2 separate regions of the Gossypium raimondii genome follow, and region 1 is linked to region 2. Evidence: chromatin contacts called from public Hi-C data. All regions are on one chromosome and are shown on one strand. The core of a region is the stretch at or near the end of the contact, and the rest is flanking DNA. Distances in the headings are between cores, read along the strand shown. Region 1 holds the start of LOC105804133. Region 2 holds the start of LOC105804139 (protein NETWORKED 2D).

Region 1 (4,595 bases), core at 390-2,889, 140 kb before region 2:
TACTACGAGTGAGGTACATCTTAAACACTTATCTAGTGTTTTGCATTATGACTTACTGTTAGCTTGGCAAAGACACATGGACCCTTTCAGAGTTCTGGAGTGGGTAAGCCAAGGGGCTTACAAACCAGAGTTAGCGGCAATACTCAAGGTTAACCTGGTGTTTAATGTGAGGGTGGTAAAGCCTATTTGTAAGGATCAAGGGAATCCTAATCGAGGAAAGTCACGATAGGGGCAAGTAAGAATGGTGACCTCTTATGATTGAGATGTACAAAAGAGAAAAACAATGAGTTAAGTGACGACGGAGACAAAAGCCAAATAAAAAGTTTTAAGGGGCAGAACTACCTGAAGGAGAGACTAGTTGAGAATCAATCGAGGCATTGAGGCAGTTCTGAAATGAGTCAAACTAGTGCCATTCCGAAGACGTGATGAGGGTGTCTCGAGAATGAGTGGGGGAATGGCACAGGCTAATGAGTGGGGGAATGGCACAGGCTGCGAATCAAAACCCATAACCATTGCGTATAAAAATGTCTCATGGAGGTCAACTAATTAAATGAGGCTCATTTGACCCACTTGAACTGGCCCGATTCGTGGAACATATGGAGAAACTCATCTAATAGAAGCCTTGGTGGCTTAGTGAAACACTCTAGTAAAACTAGAGTTACAATGGTAATTATTGTAAATCATAACGAATAAAAATGTATATAGTTAAATCCATTAGAACTCTCATATTGTAGATTGGCACTAATATCAACCGTTAATGTAATTCGATCTGCATTGTTGGATTTGAGGGAGCTTAACTATAAATAGAGGTCTTCCCCCTCATTTGTATTCATCTCATGGTACTTCATTCATTCTTGAGTTAAAGAATTTATTGAGAGCATTTACTCAAACACCTTGTGTCCATTGTTTTCTTATGACTTTTCAATTCTCTCGATTCTCTTTCATTTCATGTTGCTTTCGCTTTATTTTCGATGCCTTAGAGAATTTTTATCAATGATTCTTACTTTGCGAGAGTTAAATTGACTTAGACGGATTTTAACCCAAGAAATCATATAAGGCCACATGGATTGCAAGACTGATGTTCTAGCCCCATGACAAACAAATCACATACATGACATACGCATATGATAGGATTCGAGACCCACATATAGCAATTGAACAGGTTAAGACTCAAAAGCTCCGCTTTAACCAACAAAGCCAATACACAACTTAAATAATTTTTAAGTTAAAATATATCACAAGTCCCTGTAATTTTTAAGATTTAGTCTCTCTACTTTTAGATTTCAAAATCCAATTTGAATTTTTAATATTATTCTTTTGTTAAATATATTGATGTGATATTTCAAAAAAAACTCACTTGGTAACTATGCAACTAAAATATATATTATAATGAACTTGAATTTAACAAAATAAATTTAACAATATTAATAGTTTGATAAAAATTTGGAATCAAAAGTAGAGGAACTAAATTTCTAGAAATAAAAGTATAAAGATTAAATTTCAAATTTACTAAGAGTAAAGGGACTTATGACACAGTTTAACCAAATTTTATTAACATTTAAATATAAAATATTAATAGATTTTAAAATTTAATAGCAATCCGAAGCTGCCCCTCCCTAGCCCCTACGGCCTACTGTATAATTTTTCACTATTACCATCATTTTAATGGAAAATTTTCACTCTTACTTTTAGCTGCAAAGATATTTGTATTTTCTGGAAGGACTCCATAGATTAGACAGTGAGAAAGAATGCTATGCTCGTACAAGCTTTGGGTACAAGCTAGTTATCCTCCTCACTTGAAACTACTAAATCAGAATTCCAATATTCCAATCCCTAAAACAAAGACCCAATTCCAAAGGAAGTCTCTTGACGGTAGATTTGACGATATTGATGACGATGCTGATGGTTCTGGGTTAAGGAAATTTGCATTGCCATCCCATGTTAAATCCATTACAAGCACTTCAAACCCATTTGTAAAACACTGTCTTAAGCTCAAGAACAGCTCTTCCTATCGCCATTCTCATGCTTCTGCTCTTGTTGTGGGCACTACTCCTATCAGGTAACCTTTCTATTCAAAGTTATAGTTTGGGTCTCTTTGAATTTTCAGTTAATTGCCCAAAACCTCAAATGGGTTGCTTTTATGTCATGCTATTTGCTTTCTGGTACTTCAGTTGCATAGAAATGGAGAACGAACGAAAAGATAACATGAAATTGTTCAATCCCGTCCCCCTCTCTCCTCCAAATATACTAATTGAGAAATATGATTTGGCTTTTCAAGTGCATTTTAACTATATTATTATGTTCTTTCGACCAATATTTTCTGCTCCGTTAGCTTGTTGGTTTTGTTTTGAGGATTATGAAACTTACAATTTTGTAATCAAGTTCTAAGTTTTCTCTTCCAGTAGTCTTGTTGCTAGCTAGTGTGTTCTCAACCATGAGGACTGAATTGGGTTCAGACCTTTAGGGTTTATACCTATGTTAATTAAGGAGTTTTTTGCCTTGCCAAACAAATAGGAAATTGTTTCTTCGTTTAATGCTAGATAAGTTCTGGTTTTGAACTAAAGAAAACTATAACTTTGTGGTTTGTCATAAGTTCCTTTATCAAACAATAGTTTCACACTTCAATATTAGTTGATGAACTACTTTGTTTGGTTAGATTATTTGTTACTCCAACCATTTTTATTTTTTATATTTTTCCACTCTTCCTTGTAATCAAAATAATTCCATTTAGTCTATCATTTTAGTTACCTATAGGATCTTACATTCAAGAGCCTATGGATCTCGTATTTGTCTGACCATTTATACTCATGTGAGAAGCCTTGTATCAAAGTTGTGCCGTTCTTTACTGCTGTATGTTAATTGTTCGAAACTTGAGTCATTCCCTGTCAACTGCTGACCCTGCCAAGGTGGCTTATTTTCTTTCATCAGTTATCAGATGATTATTTCCTTCTTTCGTCATTATGTACATAACTCATTTCATTAATGAGTAACAAAACCTCAAATGGATTTCTTTTATTTTATGCTATTTTCTTTACGTTACTTTAGTTGCTTAGAAATGGAGAAAGAACATAAAGGTAACAGGAATATGTCCAGTCCCACCCCCTCTTTTAATTATACTAACTGCGAAGTATGGTTTTCTTTGTTTACTCTTGTGTTCATTTGAACTATATTCTTATTTTCTTTCAATAAAGATTGTAGTATATGCTTCTCTGTTAGCTTGCTGGTGTTATTTTGAGGGTTCAGAAACTTTTTTTCTTTAGCAGTTCTTCAACTGGCTTCATGGTTTCGTATCAGCTTATTAGAAATGCGGTGGTTCTGTTCTGCAGTCTGATTCTAAGTTTTCTCTACCAATAGTCTTGTTGCAACCATGAGTATTGAATTAGGGCCAGAACTTTGGGCTTTACACCTATGTCAATTAAAGAGTTTGTTTCCTTTCCAAACAAAAAGTAAAAGGCTTCTAGGTTCGATGCTATATCAGTTTTGATTTTGAACCAAAGAAAACTGTAATATTGTGGTTTGTCATAGGTTCATTTATCAAATAATAGCTTCACACTTAAATTCTTGCTTACTTTGCTTGGTTTTGTTATTTTTCTTCAAGCAATTCTTCTTTCATTCTTCCTTGTTATCAAAACAATTCCATTTAGTTTATAGCTTTAGCTACCTATAGAACCTCTCATGTAAGAGCTTATGGATCTGGTATTTGTCTGGAGTAACAATGTTACTCGTATAAGAAGCCTCTTATCAAAGTTGTGCTGTGTTCTACTTCATTATGTTGATTGTTTGGAACTTAAGTCATTGACCAGCAGCTGCTGTTTATGTTGAGGTGGGCTTTGTTTCTTTCCGGTTATCAGATGATTATTTCCTTTTTCTTTCACTATATATGTGAATAACTCATCTGATTAATGAGTTGACAAAATTTGCCCCTCATTTGAGTTTTCCTTCTTTCCCTCAAGGCTCAAGCCATCATCTTGAAGGCAATTAGGATGAAGTTAGACATGTAAAGTTTATGGCTATATATTGCATTGTGAGGGAAGTCACTTATTTCTCTTCCAACGTTTCTTTTGGGTTAAGCTAGAGTTATTATGACTGACATGTCTTTTGCAGGGAAATATACAGGTATAAAGAATCTTCACAAGAGAAAACTGTAATAGATTGTTTGCTACTGCTTGAAAATGCTGAGATCCCTGAAGAACTAGATACTCACTCTTGTCATGTTGTTCGAATAGGCTCTATGGTAATGAAAAAACTTTCTGGGGTGCAATCAGCTGAGTCCATCGAGGCAATTGCCTTGATGAGGTTCCCTACCAGTTTTTTAAATTTAATTGTTGATCAAAACAAGTCAGATTCTCAAAGCTGGTTCCCATCCACGCATAGAATTTTAGTTCTCGATGGCATTCAGGTGATTTGCAAACTTTTGACAAGCATTTTTTTCCCCTGCTGAGTTAAGCAATTACATCAATATGTCTTTGAAACAAAGGGCCAGTGTTCTTCAAGGTTTTTGAATGTTCAAGAAGTTGTAGCGTCTTGTCTTCTGTCACCTTGAACATTTAAGTAATTATTGGAATCAAACATCTGGTGGAAATCATAAAATCACA
Region 2 (4,586 bases), core at 1,275-3,774:
TTTCATGGTGAATGCCTCCTTTATCTGTAGAAGTTCTAACAGAATCATGTTCTTCTGCCTCCTCCCCCTTTTCTAGTTTCAGATCCTCCCTTACTTCTGATTCCACATCCCCACCCTTCGTACAACCATCAGAATGATCTAGTTTTTCTCCTCGTTCTTCCGGTTCTTTTGTCGATGACACTTTAACCACACAATCCTCTTCTCTTGATAATGAATCAGAGACCACAACCTTAGCTTGTTTTGCAGACTGCAGGCTTTTGCAGCCATCACTTGCATCCAGATTCCTCCTCTCTTGTTCTTCAGACTCTTTTGAGGATTTGACTTCAGCTGGAGAGTTCTCCCTTTCCGATGCATGCTCTACCACAAACTCCTTTCCTGCTTTAACCTCCTTTGGCATTTTGCCATAATCTCCAATCTCCTCTTCCTTTGATGATTTGGCTTCCCCTGAGGAGCTCTTCTCTATTTCAAGCTTCTCACCCGGCTTCATACTGTGCACCTTCTCTGAAAGGTGATCAATATTAGAATGTGCTTCAGTAAAATGAGTTTGGAGATTGTTGTTCTGGTCTTCAACCCTCTGATTCAAATCCTGAATCCCATGAAACTTCTCCTCCATCTCCATTAGCTTGTTCCTCAAATCATTCTTTCCATGAATCAGTGTGGCCTTAACATCTTCCAAGGTCTGAATCTGGGCTTGAAGCTCATCAGCCTCAGTTCTAAGTCTCTGGATAAGAGCTTCCTGAGATGAGAATGCAGTTTCTAAGCTGATTACCTTGTTCACAAGTTCATCAACCTTCTCCACCATTTCTGCTACAGTCAAAGATTCACAAAGGCCAACCTCAAATTGCTCCTTTATCTTTGGTATCGAGGTCTCCATCTCCTTTCTCTTCTGGGTAGTATCACTCGCTTCTTGTTCAAATTTTTTAGACCTTTCTGCTACTATTCCTGAGTTATGTACATCAGATGGTCGTTCCCAACCGACTTCAGTTAAGTGAAACTTGTTCTTGAGAGAATCCAGTTTCTCCCTGGCATCCTTGATCCTTTTCTGCTCCACTTCTGCTTCCACGACTGACCTCTCTTGCTTCTCCTGCATCTGAGCCAATGTCTCTTTGCATGATTGTAAAGCTTTCGCTGTCATAAGGGTTCGAGCTTCATCATCTTCAATGACCTTACCTTCACCGAATTCATCTTCCAAACTGTAAACTTTCTCTTGCAATGCTTTTATCTCATCTTCTATTTCCCAGTACTTGGCTAGTCCACTCTCATAAGAGCCCTTAACAAACTCTTTTTCAGTCTGCAATGCCAGGATTCGTTTCTGAAGCTTATGAATCTCTTCAAGCCCCTCAGCCTTGGTCAAACCAGATTTAGGAACCGCATCAGTAGTGACTTTCGTTGGTTTCTTAGGTTCCGTTTTCTTCGTGGCTGATGTTATTAAACTCTTCAAATCTTTGACAGGAAGGTCTGGAACCTTGGGGACATCGCCTTTATAGTTTACTGGAGACTTTGTGAATTTGGGTGAGCCATATTCCTCGTCATCAACCATTGCAAACTGAGCCTGTTCCGGACAAACAGAAGCAATTGTGTTGTTTGCATTTTGCAGCTCTGTTGATATATGATCGTACCGTTCGGCTAAGGCACGGTAAGCTTTGTAAAATTCTTCCACAAATTGAATCAATTCTGGCCTCTTTTTGTAGTACATTTCTGCTCTCTTGGCAAACGAATCTCCATCTTCGTCAATGAGTTTAATCACAATGGATACCTTTTCCTCAATATCTGCAATTCATTGTGTTTTCTTAGACAGCTTTCCAGTCATACAGATATTGCTCGAGTGTCTCAAAGCCAAATGCAATGCTTAGAAAGGTAAGTTTGTTTAATGGATTCTTTATTTTTCTTAGATTTCCTTTATTTGTTTCAATACAATGGATTGATCAACTATGTTAATCGAACTCTATTTGTCAATCTGCATTTACAATGTGTTATTTATATAAAAGATTATTAGAAAAAAGACTGGAAACTCATACCCAAATTCCAGCTTTCATTCATAAATTAAAAATCCAATAAAATGGGGAAAGCAAATATATCAGCCCAAACCCAGAAATGATTATACTTTCGACAACAATTTAATGAAAAAAATATCAAGTAACAGATGAATTACCTTTAAGGTTTTGTTCCATCCATTTCGACTGTTTTGTTCTAATATGGCTAGCCCACCACCATGAATAAGCATTGCTAGCAGCTCTTTGCAACATATTTTCAAACCCTTAAAAACCTTTTGGATCTTGGAATACAAAAAAACACAAGTAGAAAAGATGTATAAAGAAACTTTGGAAATGTAAAAGAAGACCCCCAAAAGCATGCAAGACTCTCTTTTAACTAAATTATAGAACAAAGCGAAGACATGGAAACCATTAAAGAATAAGCGAAGAAAGAGAAAAGAAAAGAAAGAAAATCTTAGATTTTGACGATTCAAAGAAATCTACAAGAAAAGATATTTTGGTTTTTGTTAAGGGATCATGGCGAGGAGCAATCTTCGCCCGAATATTTTGTTCCGTCCTATTAAAATAAACCATGAAAACGGCACTGCCATGCCAATGCACATCAAAGAAAAACAGTTCAAAAGTTTCACCCACTGACCTGTCTCCACGTGTACTCACTTTTTTTTGCTTCTGCACTTGCCATTTCACTAATTTACTTTTGATTTATGCTTTTCATTTTCTAAAAATGACAATAATTAAGTTTTATTTCATTTTTTCCAGTAATTTATTTATTTACCAAAACAAAACCCACTTCAGTTTTTAAAACTGTTTCTTTTTCTTTTTTCACTAAATAAATAAACTTTTAAATTAGGGTGTTTTAATTCTAATTTTCATATATTATTAATAATATTATTATTGTCTCAATTACAACAATTAAAAATATAAATCTCACCCTCATGTACTTTCTTTCAATTTTCATCCATAATTCTAAATTTTTATATAAAATATTTATTTCACAACTTTATTTCGAGTTTTTCTTTATAAAGAAAAGTTATCATAAGCAAAGTTAATGTGTCAGTCCAACAACCGACTTGGAATCTCATCTAAAGTACTAAACAGTAAAATAAAAAATTGTTGATAGTTTTCGAAATTAGAATTTAGTATTCATATTTTTATTTCATGGAATTTAGGCTTTTTATTTTTATGTAAAAATTATCATAGTAACTAATTTAATAAAAAAATTTAACATTGTTAACAATTGGACCTAAATTTCATGAAATGAAAGTACAGGGACTGAATTCCTAATTTTAGAAAAGTACAGGGACTTATAGCACATTTTAACCAAATAAAGAACAAAAGGATGCTTTATTATAGAGTGCTCATAGAAAAAGGTTTTTTTTTTTTTTGGTGGGGGGGGGGGAACCCATTTTTAGAAATATATATTTTATATTTGTTTAACCATTATTTTGGCCGTCTGCAGCCATATGTCATTTAAGATGCATTTGCTGGATTTTGACCAAATGAAGGAAAAAAAAATTCAATCCTCGAGACAGCTAGGGCTGTCCATGGGCCCGGCTCTAGCCCGGACCTATTTTTGGGCTGACCCATTCAAAACTCTCATTTTACTGTTAAAAAAATAAAAGATTAAAAAAATATTTTTAATTAATATTTTATATATTTTGCAATTAAATTGGAACTGGTGTATGATACAAAATTATTGTTTAAACCTAACCCGACTACTACTCAATCTTTAGACAAATCTAGATAGAAATCATAACTATTGTGAAATTCATCGTGGGTAGCTCTAAACAGAAAAATCTAAAAAGTAAAAGATTGACTTAAATTGTAATGTTGAGTTGGATTTTTTAATTTAATTTAGTTATTATTTAAAATTATTTAGTTGTTCACAAATTAAATAAATATATTTATATTCAAATAAAATAAATTTGTATTCTTTATTTATATTTTATGATTAATTTTAATTTTTATAATATAAGTAATTTTTTATCTAGTTGTGTAATGATGCTCACTATTATCCATACTTTACACGGTTCGCACTTTGAATTCGTGTATCCTTCCATGAGACCGTATGATGTATATTTTAGGAATAATAATTTAAATAGGAGGAAGTGAAATTATATATAAAGAAAAGGAGGTTTATAAGTTGAAGTAGAAAAGGATGATAGATAGGCAATTGTTAGCATCAACCTCCAAGTTTGAAGAATAATGTGAAATTATGGGCTGCATGCATGAATGGTCAAAAGAAGAGAAATAAGGAGGAGGGAGGAGGGAGGCCTTCAACTATTGCTTTTTTAATTATTTCAACTCAAAAGGATCTCAAGCCTTGGAAACTCAAAGCTTTCGAAACAAAAACGTGACGGGCGTGGTCCCCGCAATTTTAGTCTCTCCTAGTTACAAAATATTCAGTTTAACTCTTTTTTAAACAATTTTTTAATCGTTGCCCCCTAAACTTTTAATATTTTGTCGCCCTAGTGTTATTTTCATTGCCGATGCCCATGGTTAAGTGGGTTAGACATAAGACCCAAGCTGCTGGAATTGATTTCATCACTCTGCACGATTTGAACATCCAAGAGCCGCAGATGAAGGCAGACA

What was found. A called contact is a pair of places that touch in the nucleus more often than the background predicts.
Region 1: a Hi-C map of leaf shows a contact between it and region 2, with 2.0 times the contacts expected there. The contact joins the promoter of LOC105804133 here to the promoter of LOC105804139 in region 2. A contact is called at or near these places in 2 of 2 Hi-C or Micro-C datasets (both in leaf).

The regions. Positions count from the first base shown.
Region 1 is chr11:34,103,502-34,108,096 of ASM2569854v1, reverse strand. It overlaps LOC105804133, which reads left to right and starts at 1,639. Exons shown (of 4, transcript XM_012636622.2): 1 at 1,639-2,059; 2 at 4,105-4,399. The coding sequence starts at 1,749.
Region 2 is chr11:33,962,061-33,966,646 of ASM2569854v1, reverse strand. It overlaps LOC105804139 (protein NETWORKED 2D), which reads right to left and starts at 2,524. Exons shown (of 2, transcript XM_012636626.2): 1 at 2,153-2,524; 2 at 1-1,770. The coding sequence starts at 2,246.